Regions from separate parts of the Mus musculus genome. Here region 2 is linked to region 1. The links are chromatin contacts, called in public HiChIP or PLAC-seq maps. All regions are on one chromosome and are shown on one strand. Each heading gives the region's core, a stretch centred on a gene start, on an enhancer-like site or on the middle of the called end of the contact. The rest is flanking DNA. Distances are from core to core; before and after follow the strand shown. Region 1 overlaps Shroom3 (shroom family member 3). Region 2 overlaps Shroom3 (shroom family member 3).

Region 1 (7,198 bases), core at 2,116-4,615:
GACTATGTATTTAAACACATAAACTCATGGTGGGGCGCTTTGCATTCTAAACACACGATCCTTTATCTTTTTAATCTTTGGTATCTTGCCTATCAGTTTATTGCAGTTATTGCTCTTAACAGAGGATACCCTTGTTCTCAAGTCACCAAGAAAGTAGCAAACAGACTGCGCAGGACACTCCATGAACTGTAGCTCTCCTGAACTACCCTTCCCTCCCTGGAGCTCCATCAGGCCAGTGTGCCGGAAAGAGTTGTGAGGAAAAGGAGAGGAACCTCTTAAGTTGGGACATCACATAGCCGTGAAATTCGGGTGTGATTGCCCTCTGCAGGATGAGCTGGATTCTAATCAGACCCCAGATAGAGATGAGATTAAGCAGAAGGTGTTATGTGTTCGGTTTTGCGTAGCCACACCTCCCTACCGCTGGGGCGGTAGATGCCAGCTTGCTTTCCCATGCATGATCTGTGACTGCTGTTAAATCTATAAGCTTATGTAATCGGTTTCCAGTTCTTAGGACTTCTGAAAAAGAAGGATCAGGACACAGAAATGTAGAGTGTTGGGTTTCTTGGGCACTTGAGGGATTAGACTGACAAGTGGAGAAGTATTAGTCTGGGACAAAGATCTTGAGGGGTTCTCAGAGGCAGCAGACTGGAGGATGTGGGCTTTGGAGTCTGTCTGGAACTCTACCTCAGCTCTTTCCTCTTCCTAATGTTCAGCCATGCACACACAAGCCATTTCACCCTCTGAGCATCAGCATTCTGTTCTGTAGCTGAGAATTTATGGACATTTGTTATAAACCAAGTGCGTACACTAACTTTACAGTCCGGTAGAGATAGTACCATTATTGAAATCTGAGGCACCCAACAACACCTGGTTGCTATGGCAATGACACGTTGCTTAGCTAGATGATGAATACTGGACACTAATCTTGGTTCCTGCACTGTTCTGCGTGCTGGGGACAAATTATGACAGGCATCAGCCAGACTTCTCATAGACTGATATTTGAGTGAGAGACAGGTAATAAGGAAGACACACAAGAAAAGTTATAGGTCAAGCTAGAGAAAGGACCCAAGGAGCTGAAGGGGTTTGTAGCCCCATAGGAGGAACAATAATATGAACTAACCAGTACCCTCAGAGCTCCCAGGAACTAAATTACCAACCAAAGAAAACGCATGGTGGGACCCATGGATTCACCTGCATATGTAGTAGAGGATGGCCTAGTCAATCATCAATGGGAGGAGAGGCCCTTGGTCCTGTGAAGGTTCTATGCCCCAGTATAGAGGAATGCCTGGGCCAGAAAGCGGGAGTGGGTGGGTTGGTGAGAAGGGGGCAGGGGGGAGAGGACAGGGGATTTTCAGAGGGGAAACCAGGAAAGGGGATAACATTTGAAATGTAAATAAAGAAAATATCTAATAAAAAAATAAGGAATTATTAAGCTGGGCGTGGTGGTGCATGCCTTTAATCCCAGCACTCGGGAGGCAGAGGGAGGCGGATTTCTGAGTTCGAGGCCAGCCTGATCTACAAAGTGAGTTCCAGGACAGCCAGGGCTATACAGAGAAACCCTGTCTCGAAAAAACAAAACAAAAAAACAAACAAACAAAAAAAACCAAACAAACAAAAAAAGGAATCAAAGATAACCGTGGAAAAGATTAAATAAGATGGAAGGAAACAGTAGATAAATGTACAAAAAAAAAAAAAAGAAAGAAAGGAAAATTATAGGTCATGGGGCTGATGAGATGATTGACAGGTGAAGAAAGGTACTCGCCCTTAATCCCACATGGTGGAGGGGAAGAGCTGGTTCCTACAAATGGTTGTCTGACTTTTACGCACACTATGTCGTACCTACTTACCTGCTTATGTGAATAAATGTATAAAATGTGTATACATATTAAGTACTGGTCATGGATTAAGTGCTAAGGGGGAATGCAGTTGGGAAGGAAGATGAAGACTCTTAGAGGGGGTGTGGCTGGTGGTGTAGCTCAGTGGTAAGGCACTTGAGTAACAGGTGCAAGGCCTTGTGTACCATCTCTTGCTGTAAAGGGGTAGCTAGGGAATGCCTCTTCTAGCTTGGACATAACGATAAAGTCAGATGGTCACCTGGGCATAAAGCCTTCCAGACTAAGCTAACATCAGATAGAGCCCTGAAGTGAGACCGTGCTATCTTCCACCACCAGGAGGGAACTGACTCCCGAAATCCCTCCGACACACCCCACATGCGCGCGCGCACACAAATAAAATGCCCTTTAAAAATAATTAAAATCAATTCAACTGATTTCCGCAGGTGTAGATAAATGTAGGATTTCAGGGGAGAGAGAAGCACATGTCTGTTGTGGGCGCCCATGTGTGCATCTCCACCGCCTTTGCTGGCTTGGGGATCTGCTAGTCAGCATTGCCTGGTGCTATCTGAAGCTCTTTAAAGCTCTTTAACCTGGTGACAGTCACATTCCTGGAGTAAGTAAATTCTCTGCAGGTGAAACTGGATAAAGAATGCCAGTGACCTTGTTAGCTGCCAATATATCAGTCCAAAGTTTAAAATAATAAGCTTTTTCCCCAGTGAATCTTGACGGACAGTGTCAGCACTGCATGGGGTTAGAGGGAATATTCTCTTTGATGACTAGTTCAAGAAGATTGTGAATATTCTTTTTTTTTTTTTTTTGAAGTCATGACAATGATTTTAGATACTGTAAATAATCACATGAGCTTCAGAGTTGAGGAGATGGCTCAGAGGTTACAACTATGGGTTGTTCTTCCAAAGGGTTAGAATTTAGTTCCCAGCACCCACGTCACATGGCTCACAAGCACCTGTAACTCCAGCCTCGGGGAATCTTATGCCTCTAGCCTTCTCCAGCACCAGCACTCATGCCCACAGATCCATACTCGGACAGACAAACAGACAGTCAGTCAGACAGACAGACAGACACACACAAGCTTACTTGGCTGCTATCAGTTTGTATCAACAGTTCATTTTATCATTTGTTATGATAGAGACAATATTGATAGTTTTGTTCTAGTCAGTAGCTTCAACTTGCATGGCAACCATGTTTATTATCAAACCATCAACAAACATTGTGTCAGCTGACATTGTGATAGCCAGGCAGGGAAGAGCTCTCACCCCTGAGGTAGGAGGGGCCATTGACATCCTAAGGCAGTATCAAACAAAACAGCCACCTTTATTTTCCCTAAATGGCTGAAATGTGGTAATCAACACTTGTGAAACTAGCTTCATTCAAAACCCAGGGTAGGCCTTTTGGGTGAGATACCCGTTTTGGGATACAGTCCTGGGTAGATCCAGGTACCCAGCAGGCTTCCCAGAGTCCTCCTCCCTTTCCTGGAAACTGCCTAACCTTCCAGGGAGACTTGTTTACATGGCTCAGTTGAAGTGCCCTTAAGATAAGGGAAAAATCCAGCCCTGTTTATTACCAGTCTGCCTCTCTGGCACCAGCATTTTTAGTTACGGACAAAGATGTGAACTATACTAAAAATATGCTAGAATGTAAACTCCGGGAAAGAGGAGAGGGTACAGGTTATTTCCTGGGTCTAAGAGAATGCCTGGAAATGTTAGGTGCTCAAAAACATGTTTGGGATGGGTGAATAGATAAGTCTTTTTCTTTCCCTCTCTCTCTCTCTGTCTGTCTCTGTCTCTGTTTCTCTTTCTCTCTCTCTCTTAAGTTTCTGACTTCGGAGTTTAAGTGCTGAAAATGTGGCATGATCAGAATGATAGCAAAAAAAGGCTTGTCTCAAGATGGGCAGGAGCTACTCATAGGAGGGGTAGGTAGAGATGGGCAGGGTCTGTTTGGGTTGATAAGAACGCCCTGTTATAGTGGAAGGACACAAAAGAATAGAGAGCAAGAAGCTGAAAATAAAAGCCAAGGGCTTACAAAAGATCCATGTTGGAGCAAAGACCTGAAAGTATCTCTGGAGATAATTAAAACCCTAAGACACCGTGACTCACCCAGAGACTGTGTGGTGATGCTGGAGAATCAAAGCAAGAAGCAGAAGCTGTGGGTGTAACCTAGTGACAGGGCATGAACCTCTGGTTCACCCCCAGCAACACAAAACAAAAGCATGCAAGTCTAAGTAGGTGCCCAACTAGTGTTTTACATAGAAATACCATTTCAAAACATTATCTCAGCCTCTGCTTCTCCAGTTTCATAAATTATTATGTTAATTAACTTTTTAAGAGTAAGCATGTGGGGAGTTTGAGCATTGGCTCAGGGGTTGAGAGCCCTTGTTATTCTTGAGAAAGACCCCAGGTTTGTTCCCAACACCCGCATGGTGACTCACAATGGTCTGTAACTCCAGTCTCAGGGAATCTGAAAACATCTGACATCTCTAGGCCTCAGGTATGCACATAATATACATATATACATTCAGGGTGTGGTAGTTTGCATAGACTTGGCCCCTATAGACTCAAATATTTGAAAGCTTAACCCATAGGGTGTGACACTAGTAGGAGGTGTGGTCTTATTGGAGGAAGTGTGTCACTGTGTGGGCGGGCTTTGAGGTCTCCTATACTCAAGCTCCGCCCACTGTGGAATCTAGTCTCCTACCTTGCTTCCTTTTATCAAGAGGTAGAACTCTTGGCTCCTCCAGCATCAAGTCTGCCTGGATGCTGCCATGCTTCTCACCATGATGATAATGGACTAAACCTCTGAAACTGTACACCAGCCCCAATTAAATGTTTTCCTTTATACGTGTTGCCTTGGGGGGCTGAAGAGATGGCTCTGTGGTTAAGAGCACTGACTGTTCTTCCAGAGGTCCTGAGTTCAATTCCCAGCAACAACATGGTGGCTCACAACCATCTATAGTGAGATGTGATGCCCTTTTCTGGTGTGTCAGAAGAGAGTGACAGTGTATTCATATACATAAAATAAATAAATCTTTAAAAACTAAAGGGCTGGAGAGATGGCTCAGTGGTTAAGAGCACTGGCTGCTCTTCCAGAGATCCTGAGTTCAATTCCCAGCAACCACATGGTGCAGCTCACAACCATCTGTAATGGGATCCGATGCCTTCTTCTGGTGTGTAATCATCTTCTGGTGTGTCTGAAGACAGCTACAGTGTACTCATATAAATAACAAATAAATAAATCTTTTTAAAATTAGAAAATTAAAATTAAAAAAATTAAAGTAAACATATTGGGCTAAGGATGGAATTAAAGCTGTACCTGCCTAGCATTGTGTAGGTTCCAGCCCCAGCACCGCAAAACATTAAACAGTAGAAATATATTTTTTTCTGGAGTGTGGTAATACATACCTTTAATCCCAGCACTAAGGAGACAAATACAGGGGGGTGACTGTGAGTTCCAGGCCAGACAGAGTTATCTAGTTAGAACTTATTTCAATAAATAAGTTTAGAAAACAATAAAAAGCAGTTCAAACCTAAAAGTGTAGTAAAAAGTGAAGAGTTTCTGGGCAACTCTGTAAATATAGAAAGTGGGGGGTAGGGGGCTTGGAATGTGGCTTAGTCCTCTGGGTCACATCCCACCTTTCCTTCCTAATGTTTGCTTTCATCTCAGTCATGAATGTACACGAAGGAAACTCTACAATGAACCTCCTCCTCCTCCTCCTCCTCTTCCTTCTCTTTTAACTTATAGAAAATAAATGTATGTTTTGTTGTCACGGATTCTTGGCAATCTCTGTACGTACCTCTGGATGCCCAGGTTGGTATTGGACTCGGTATGAGCCTCCTGACTTGGCTTTCTGAGTGACAGATGACAGGTGTGAAGCATCCCCCTGGCTCCTTTGTTTTGTATTATTTTCACATGTACGTAATGTACTCTGATCATGTTCAGCCTCTGTGACCCTCTCTGGCCCCTCTTCCTGTCCCACTAGTCTCCCTTGTCTTCCAAATTAACCACTTAAAAAACCTGAGATTTCCCCACATGAAAAAAAGCATGTGATATTCATCTTTCTGCACTCAGAACAGGATAGATAACCTCCAGTTACCTGAAGAATGACATAATCCCGTTCTTCTTCATGGCTGAGTGGCACTCCATTGTGTGTGTCCCAGATTGACTTTATCTGTTCATCTGCCATTGATTCTATAACTTGATTTCCATCTTCATATACACCACTGACCATTTCCTAGGGTTTGTTTTGTTCAATTTGTTGGTGAATAATGTGGTCAGAACTCGGATTCACAGCCTGCATTGGGGAGAGCCTGATCATGTTCATTACTGTACCTTCATCTCTTATCGACTTGCTCGGTATTTTGTTACAGCCGCAAAGCTGTGCTTTCTCAGGAAGTCCTACATTTTGACCTAATTACAGATGGAGTCATGACTGAGTCCTGTCTTCAAAGGCTCACAGTTCAAGCTAGGGAAGGTGAGCCTATGGACAGACAATAGACAAGATATAAATGACTTTGCTGAGCGATCATGTGGGGAATACGGCATTATGTTAAAGTTGGCTAAGGAAGTAAATTATTTGAATGTCATATTATGTTTCTATATTATTTTGTTCATTGGGTCTCTGAAAGCAGGGGAGGGGCATTACTTTCTCTGCTCTTCTCTCTTTAATGCTGGGGACACAAGCCTGGGCCTTTTGTATGCAGGACAAGAGCTCTGCTACTTAGCTACACTCTCAACCTCAGGGACTGTCTTCATAGGTGAATACAGAGGTAAAGGAGTTGGGGTGGGTATTGGTGAGAAGTCTGGACAGTTTGGAGGAGATGGACCTTGAACTTGGCCTGAAACGATGGATCGTAACTGTATTTGAACTCCTCTGAGTAAGCGCTATGCTACAGACACTGCTTTATCCTGTAGGCTCTTGTAATCCCACTATACATGTGGTAAATGTTTATCATTTAGATGGGGAAACTGAGGCATGGGGAGGTTGAGTCACACGTTCAAAGTCACATAGCTACTAAGAAATAGGCCATATAGTCTGACTATGCTGTTATCAGTGTGGGCTGCTGTGGCTTTTGGAGAAGGCTCCGAAGTCCAGCTGAGAGAGGAGAGAGATCCTGGTAGGAGGAAAATTTGAACAGCTGACACAGGCCTTGGGGAGGCTATTCAGTATGCGTGGAGAGCACTAGATATCCAGGCTGGCAGGGAAGTTTACTAGGCAGCAATGGCCATTAGTGCAAAAGGACTAAAAGACAGCTTGTGACATCTCCACTCTCGAGTTTCATGCAGCCGATAATGTGATGAGCTGTTTTGAATGGCAGTGTCTTCATACTGTATGACTTATGAAAAACAAT
Region 2 (7,717 bases), core at 3,379-5,878, 180 kb after region 1:
CGAGGGCATCTACCAGGAGTTGGTTGTTAGGTTTCCTTGGTGACGGTATCACTTGCTCGGGGTACTACGTCAGTCAGTACTTGACTATGTCCTGACTGGGTTAGCTCCTTAGGTGACACCTCCCTCCTTTTGTTCATTTGTTCATTTTTGTCTTAGGAAATAAGACTTAAAGAACAGAAAATGCTATTACCAACCTTCGGACTCAGCAGCTACACACACACACACACACACACACACACACACACACACACACACTCCCCCAGGCAGACCCCTCCATTGTTATGGTTCAGGGACACATAGAGGCATCAGTCTTTCTCCCCAGAGCCTAGAGCTGTTCCCCAAAGTAGTCCAAAAGGAGCTAAGGAAAGTTGTTGTTTTTCCTTCATGCCTGTCCTCAGAAGCCATTTTACATGTGTGTCATGGCAGGAGTAGGGGCCGTGGGGAGGGCTAGTGAAAGGACTCTGACCCTGCCTGTGGGTCCTCTGCCTGCCCGCTACTTAGTGTAACTTAGCTCGTCTGTGTTTCTGATGCTTACTGCTTGCCCCCTCTGCAGAGCTCTGACCCTCAAGTCTGTGCCCCATTCCAGGTCTCTCAGCTGCTCAGACAAAGGCCAGAATGAGCTGGCATTGCCCCTGCACCACCCTACGCCCTGCTGGAACGGCTCAGGCTGCAAAGCCACTGTGGCTTCCTCAGCTCCTCCCGAATCTTCTGGAGCCGCGGATCATCTGAAGCAACGTAGAGCGCCTGGTCCTAGGCCACTCTCAGCAGGAATGCACGGCCACTTCCCAGACGCCAGAGCTGCCTCACTCAGCTCCCCTCTGCCATCACCTGTCCCCTCCAGTTACCGGTCACAGCTTGCCATGGATCAGCAGACTGGGCAACAGCCTCCCTCATCCCCTGCCTCTGCAGTGACCCAGCCTACCAGTCCAAGAAGCCCTGAGCTCAGCAGCCCAGCATATGGGCTAGGGGAGGGGATGTGGAAGAGGACATCCCTGCCTCAGCGACCCCCTCCCCCTTGGGTGAAATGGGCCCACGCGGTCAGAGAGGACGGCCTTGCTGAGGACACCTTGGCGCCTGAGTTTGCGAACCTGAAGCACTATAGAAACCAGCCGAGTCGTCCGAGTTCCTGCAGCACTTCTGACCCAGACACTCCAGGAAGGATCTCGCTCCGAATATCGGAGTCAGCCCTTCAACCTTCCCCACCGCCCCGGGGGGACTATGATGACGAAGTGTTCATGAAGGACTTGCACCCCAAGGTTACTTCAAGCCCCACATTTGAAGCTCTTCCCCCACCCCCGCCACCTTCGCCACCGAGCGAGGAACCTCTAGTGAATGGCACAGATGACTTTCCTCCGCCTCCTCCTCCCCAAGCCCTGTGTGAGGTACTGCTGGATGGTGAGGCATCCACGGAAGCTGGCAGCGGGTGAGTGGGCAGTGATGGTGAGGGGAAGCGGCCATCCTTCACTCTCAGGTGTTGACCAGGGCGTCCCTCTGTCGCGCACAGGAGAGCATGGGGACAGAGATTCTTTATACAAGTTCAACACAACTCTATAAAGTTTGCCTTGGGGGGCTGGCATGTATTGTCTGCAGAGAAGTGATGATTTGAAGAGCCAAGACGCAGTTCCTCTTGTCTGACTGAGTTTTAGATCAGTTTAAAAAAAAAGTATAATATAAAGGGGGGCTGGGAAAGCTTGGAGAGATGACTCAGTGGTTAAGAGCACTGGCTGTTCTTCCAGAAGTCCTGAGTTTGATTCCCACCAACCACATGGTGGCTCACAACCATCTAGAAAATGGATCTGATGCCCTCTTCCGGCATGTAGATGCAGACAGAGGACTCATACATTTAAAATAAATAATGCTGATAGAACAGACATTGGAGAAAACACTGAAGTTAGAATACACACACACACACACAGCCTGGAGGCAGCCTCTCAAAGAAGAGGCTGAATTTCGATGGCCACCTCCTGTCTGCGGACACTCCATGCCAGAGGTACAGGATGGAGCTAACAGACGGTGAAGTGAAGCCAGGCTGGTGCAGAACTAGCATTTCCCAGCACAGTTTCTGAGACTAGTGATTGCTCATAACAGAATTCTCTTCTTGGGATCCAGCAAGATGGCTTAGTTGGCAAGTGCCACCAAGCCTGGTGACTAGAGTTTGCTCTCCAGGCCCACTATGGTGGAAAGGGAGAATCTGCCCTCTGACCTCCACACATATACTATGGCACAATGCTGCCCTAAGATCTCTGTGAGTTCCATGACAGCCAGGACTATGTAGCAAGAGAGAACTCTGTCTCAAACACAAAATAACCTCTGTGGGGTATCATCTCTTGGATGCCACAGAGGTCACTCACCACCACTACCCTCTGCCTGTCTGTACCTCCCAGAAAGCTCCGGGGCCCAACAGCAACACTCGTCAAAACTGAGTCCTAGTGAATGTATGTAGGAACCAGCCCTGGGCTCAGAAGAAGGCCCTTCAGAACCCCGTGGTCGTGGGAGAGTGCCGCAGATGTGTCTCCTTATGTCAGCCACTCCTGCTCTGGGATGCTCTAGTCCTAATGTGTCTCCTTCACATCTCCTGTGCCCTCATCCTCAGCACCATCAATGCGCCCCTTACCCGCTCTCTCTCTTCTTCCCTTCACAGCCCCTGCAGAATTCCCAGGGTGATGGTCACAAGGGAAGGGCACGTGCCTGGGGCAGCCCATTCCGAAGGTAGTCAGATAATGACTGCCACACCACCCCAAACCTCGGCCAAAGGTTCAGAAGCCGAGTCCAACACGCCTTCCAGCGCGAGCGCCCAGCCTCAGCTCAACGGTTCTCCTGGCAAGCAGCTCTGTCCCAGCCAGACCCGAAACCTCACTTATGAACCTGTCGAGAGAACTCAGGATCTAGGAAAGAAAACTCACGCCGAGCCTCAGAAGACCTCAGAAGATATCCGGACAGAGGCTCTAGCCAAGGAAATTGTCCACCAAGACAAGTCTCTGGCAGACATTTTAGATCCTGACTCCAGGATGAAGACAACGATGGACCTGATGGAGGGTTTATTCCCTGGAGACGCCAGTGTGCTGATGGATAGTGGCGCAAAGAGGAAAGCCTTAGACATCACCGCCAGGCGTGCGGGATGTGAAGCCAAGGCGTAAGTCCCCTCTAGTCCACCCCAAAGAGCCTGTGACTCAACTCCTGTGGGGTGATGATAGGTTTTGGATGTGACATGTCCCTACCATAGGCCACTGGCAAAGAGTGACATTCCATCCCAGCCTTCGGGCCGGAGGTGGGGCAGATGCCCAACAGCAAGAATGAGAGCAGTAGGAACCACTGTTATTTGTAGCCAGAGGTCATTTTCTGTGCATCACACATCCTTATATAAACATTATTGCAGCTCATCTTCACAGCGCACCTTTGAGAGGACCGCCAGCCACCTCAGAAACACAGAGGCGTATTAACGCCTTGATCCACCTAGGCAGGCCCTGGCAAGTGAGCCACAGCAATTGTCCCGTGTCTGTCCCTAACTCGGCAAACACATGGTTGTCTCTCCTGTTGTAGGTGACTTTCAGGGACGTCCCCCCAGGCTCAGTGCTGAGAAGGGAGCAAAGGCAGGATGTGGGCGTCTACAAGAACCAAGTGGACCAGTCTTTATGAAAGGGGGAGGGGCCTGGAGAAATAGATGTGTTTATTGTATAGGACATGCACTTTGAGGCATTGAGGTGAACATTTGCTCAAATTTGAACAGATGTCAGTGGGAAACCCTCTCCTGGGTATGCCGGGGCCACTTAGCCACCCCGCCCCCACCCCCTCACCTGACCCCCACTCTGGAGGCTCTTGAGCCCTCTGCTGGTCTTGGAACATCACCCCAGGGCCCAGCCACAGTGGGAGAACTGTGAGCAGTTATATTTCCTATTTTGTGGATTTTTTAAAATTATTCTGAGATTTGCTTACATACTTGGTTAAAGGACTATGAGGAGAAAGATGTAGAGTGGGTTTTATTTCCTTTTTAGTTTTTAGTGATAATATTGACAGACTGCGACTCAGCAGTAAGTAGCTTCCAGATAAAATAAAAACAGAACAGTTCACCCAAATACGGGTTTGCCGTTTAGAAACTTGCAGCTGACTGTAACTGAGTCAGTAGCAGGAGCGCTGTTTTATTTGGGTGGGAGGGAGAAAAGAGCTGTGTGCATAGCTTTTGCCATTTGTGGGCTATATTCTCAGAGCGCATCTGTTCACGGCCTCGCAGCTTCCTTGCCTGTCTCTTCAGCTTCAGATTTGGGGAGTTGAGGCTGTCTTTGGTGCAGGTGACCTCTCCAGAATCACACTGTAGCAAACATCGCTGGACACCTGCACTGTAAAGGGCAGTCACTGAGCACCACATGGCCCCAAAGGATGCCCTCTGAGAGCGTTTCCCACTGAGACTCGCTCTGGGTTGGAGCAAATGTTCACTGTGCAGTTCATCATGGTGAGAGTCAGTGCCCATGCTGTTGTTATCTGACTACGTGCTGCACAGAGACCAGTGTAGATTCACAGATGTCCTCAGAAAGCTACTGTCTGAGAATTTATAGTCCCTGGTGAGTTTGGTAGTGAAATGATCCTGTCCTAGTCCTTCCCGAGGGTTTCAGAAAGATGACACGCGCCACCTTCTGGTGACAGTAAACGTCGTCCTGCTGTGGCAAATAGCATTGTGAGGCTTCATCAGACTCCTGAGCCAGGAACACTGGGGAGAAGCTGATAGAAGCGTCACACATGCGTGTGGAGGCTTTTTCCAGCTTTCTAGTCAGCTGGCTTACACGCGGATACACTGCTTAAAGAGACCAGTGAAGATGTTGTATGTCTAGTTCTTGAGTAAAATCACAGGGCCACAGTTAAATAATCTATCACTGAAGAGTTAAACTCTCTCTCCAAGAGATCGTACTTGCATGTGGTATATCTGAACCCTGACCTGCCCCCAGCATGCCTGAGGACCCAGGTTCCACCCCCATCTCCTCACAAAAATGAAACAGACTTGGAAAAGCAACTCCGCTATGGTAAAACAAACAGCATGAGATACCATGGTTTTCAGTTCCTGGTTTTCTTGGACAGCTCTGAGCTCCCCACCCCCTGTGTAATCAGCAGGTAGACTTTACATTTCTTTTCTCCCTCCACTTTTTTTTTTTTTTTTTTTTTTTTTTTTACATTCTCTTGGGATGGAATAGCCTTGGCTAGTTTCAAATTCTTGATGCCATCTCCAGCACTGCCCTTAGGAACTTTGCATCCTGGGTTTGCCTGGCCGTGGGAGCCCAGCACAGTCACTATCAGTAAATTGCTCATCAGTCACTATGTCTGGGGGAAATTAAGGAGGACTTTGCACGGTTCTGAGCTTGAGCTGTGTGTTTCAGGAGCGACCACAAGGAGGCAGTGAGTGTGCTGGTCAACTGTCCTGCCTACTACAGTGTCTCTGCTGCCAAGGCGGAGCTGCTCAACAAAATCAAAGACATGCCGGAGGAGCTGCAGGAGGAGGAGGGGCAGGAGGATGTCAATGAGAAAAAGGTAGGGTGGGGACACTTGTTCTGCTTCCCAGGGGAGCCAGGCCCTTCTCATGACCACAAGTGACTACCAGCCCCTAAGGACTAGGAGGGGGACCATGGACCTGTGGCTCTGACAGACAGGAAAGCCACTGTCAGTCTCATTCTGCAAACGATGAATGAAACCTTGGAGAGATTGAGTCATTAGAGGTGTCACAGCTGGGACCGCACCCCAGGGGCTCTGACACGGTTCTCAGCAATGGTGGTAGCTTATGTCAAGAGCAAAACTAGAGTTTTAAAATTTTGCTCAGGGAAGCAGTGGCTGGCAAGGCACATCTACGAAAAGGTGCGGCTGACCTTACCACCCACAGCTCTTGCAGTGCTCAGAGAAGAGCTTTATTTAAAGCACACGGTTGGAACGTAATGCAGCACTGGTCCACCTACAGAACTTGTAACTGTCAAGCATGTTATGATGACCTTGCTGTTGCCACAGCCTCCCTGTGTCCTGTGGAGATCAGGGCCAAGCTGTGCCTGCAGGGCAGAGCGGCCTTCCACTTTGCCTATAGCTGTACCTAGATCCCAGCTGTGCCCTCTGCAAAACGACACGTGCGGCTTGCTTCAGTGGAACATGGAGTATGTGCTTTGGTGGCATTGATGTCAGGAGGACTTGCATATGGGATTCTATTTGTTGTACGTACTTATTCCAGGCCCTCTTCCTAATGTGTTGGATGAAACCACAGGACATGGGCACGCGCACTCACTCCCCCCCCCCCCAAAAAAAAACAAGGAAAGCTTTGAGAGGCATCCTGTTAGAAGATTTGTGAGCTCCCTGCTGCATGTTGTAACAGGGACTACAGAAACTCATTTCTTCCAACCAAAGGCTTCTCTTTCAGATCCCTGCTCTGTTGAACACCTCCTAGCATGTCCCTGTCAGCCCTGCTGACTGTGCCCATTTTGTGCGTTCTGCACTTGGGAATCAGAGGGCTCTGTTCTACCACAGATATATATATATATGCCATTCCATCTTTAACTGCATATTTTCCTTTTTGTATATAGACATCTCTGCATTACAGTGGCAAAGAAGCAAAGTATATATTATGTTTTCTCATCTTCATTTTTAAAGAGATTTATTGTTTTATGTGTATATGTGTGTGTGTATACATACCATGCACACACATACACACCCCCCACATGCACGCCTGGTGCCCATGGAGGTCAGAATGGGACGTCAGGTCCTCTGGAACCGGAGCTGCAGGTGGTTGAGCTATCATGGGCGCTAGAACTGGAACCTGGATCCCATGCAGGAGCAATCAGTGCTCTTAGCCGCCGAGCCACCTCTCCAGCCTCTCGTTCTAGGTTTTGGATGCTTAATTTACAGAATTAATACTCCTCCTCTGAGGAAATGGAGCAGCCCGTGTGGGGGCTGTAAGGCTTTGTGTGGGGCCTGTTTTGTTTTGTATTTTTAACACAAAATTCCACCAGTTCCCATATCGGCATGGTTTGTAGGGAAATAGATGGCAGTAGCATTTAAAACTATTCTACTCCATTGCTGTTGAGAACGCTGTGGCTGGTGGGTCCTTTTAGACAGCTACGACTCCTCGGCTCACCGCCTCCCATTTCTGCTGAGCTTCAGTTCTGGAGTTCCAGGTTCCTCTCTGGCCCTGTCTCCTCTCATCCTGAGAAAGATTTCCTTTAGCATTTTCCTCAGAATAGATCTGCAGTGATGTGGGTTCGTCTGTATGTCTCTAGAATATTCTCACTCACTGGATGTGAAGTCTGGGCTGGCCGTCTTTTGTCACATATGCAGACATGTTTTCTGTTCCTTCTGAGAAACAATTTCCAGGCATTTAAATGTGGCTGCCCGCTTCTGCTCACCACACGCCTGTCATCACTGCTTGTGGAGTGTGTGCACGGAGCTGCCCAGGGCTGTGGGTAGATGGGGCATTTTCAATCACTGTTTCTTTAGTTACACATCAGTTATCTTATGCACACTAACTCTTCTCTTAGCATGATGATTCAGTGTTAGAGTTTCTCATTCGCCTGACTCCCTGAAGCTCTGTCCTTCTCATTGGTTAGTTTGTGTCCGTCTGACCTCAGGTTCACGCTCTTAGTTCATTCCTGCCAGTGATTTTGTTGTTGTTTCAGATTATCATTTTCAGTTCTAAACTTTCTGTTTTTTAGTTCCTTTTTGCTCGAATCTTCAAGTGATTTTGCTCTTATCATGAAGA

Evidence for each region. HiChIP or PLAC-seq counts read pairs in DNA pulled down with a chosen protein or histone mark.
Region 2: an H3K27ac HiChIP or PLAC-seq map of trophoblast stem cells shows a contact between it and region 1, with 4 times the contacts expected there. The contact joins two enhancer-like sites. A contact is called at or near these places in 2 of 484 Hi-C or Micro-C datasets (embryonic stem cells and muscle stem cells), 6 of 115 datasets of contacts at active chromatin or transcription factors (differentiating embryonic stem cells, embryonic stem cells, pancreatic cancer cells and 1 more) and 2 of 9 other capture datasets (adipose tissue and embryonic stem cells).

What each region holds. Positions count from the first base shown.
Region 1 is chr5:92,770,641-92,777,838 of GRCm38.p6, forward strand. The region is part of intron 1 of Shroom3 (shroom family member 3); the gene reads left to right. Among named protein-coding and RNA genes, the nearest start is that of Mir1961, 14 kb to the right of the region's middle. Within about 2 kb of position 3,366, at least 39 of the 459 cell types and tissues checked have an H3K27ac peak or open chromatin away from gene starts, as enhancers often do. A contact at or near this core is called in trophoblast stem cells, where this site is marked.
Region 2 is chr5:92,949,898-92,957,614 of GRCm38.p6, forward strand. It overlaps Shroom3 (shroom family member 3), which reads left to right. Exons shown (of 11, transcript NM_015756.2): 7 at 587-1,423; 8 at 2,642-3,133; 9 at 5,364-5,514. Among named protein-coding and RNA genes, the nearest start is that of Gm36764, 55 kb to the right of the region's middle. Within about 2 kb of position 4,629, at least 31 of the 459 cell types and tissues checked have an H3K27ac peak or open chromatin away from gene starts, as enhancers often do. A contact at or near this core is called in trophoblast stem cells, where this site is marked.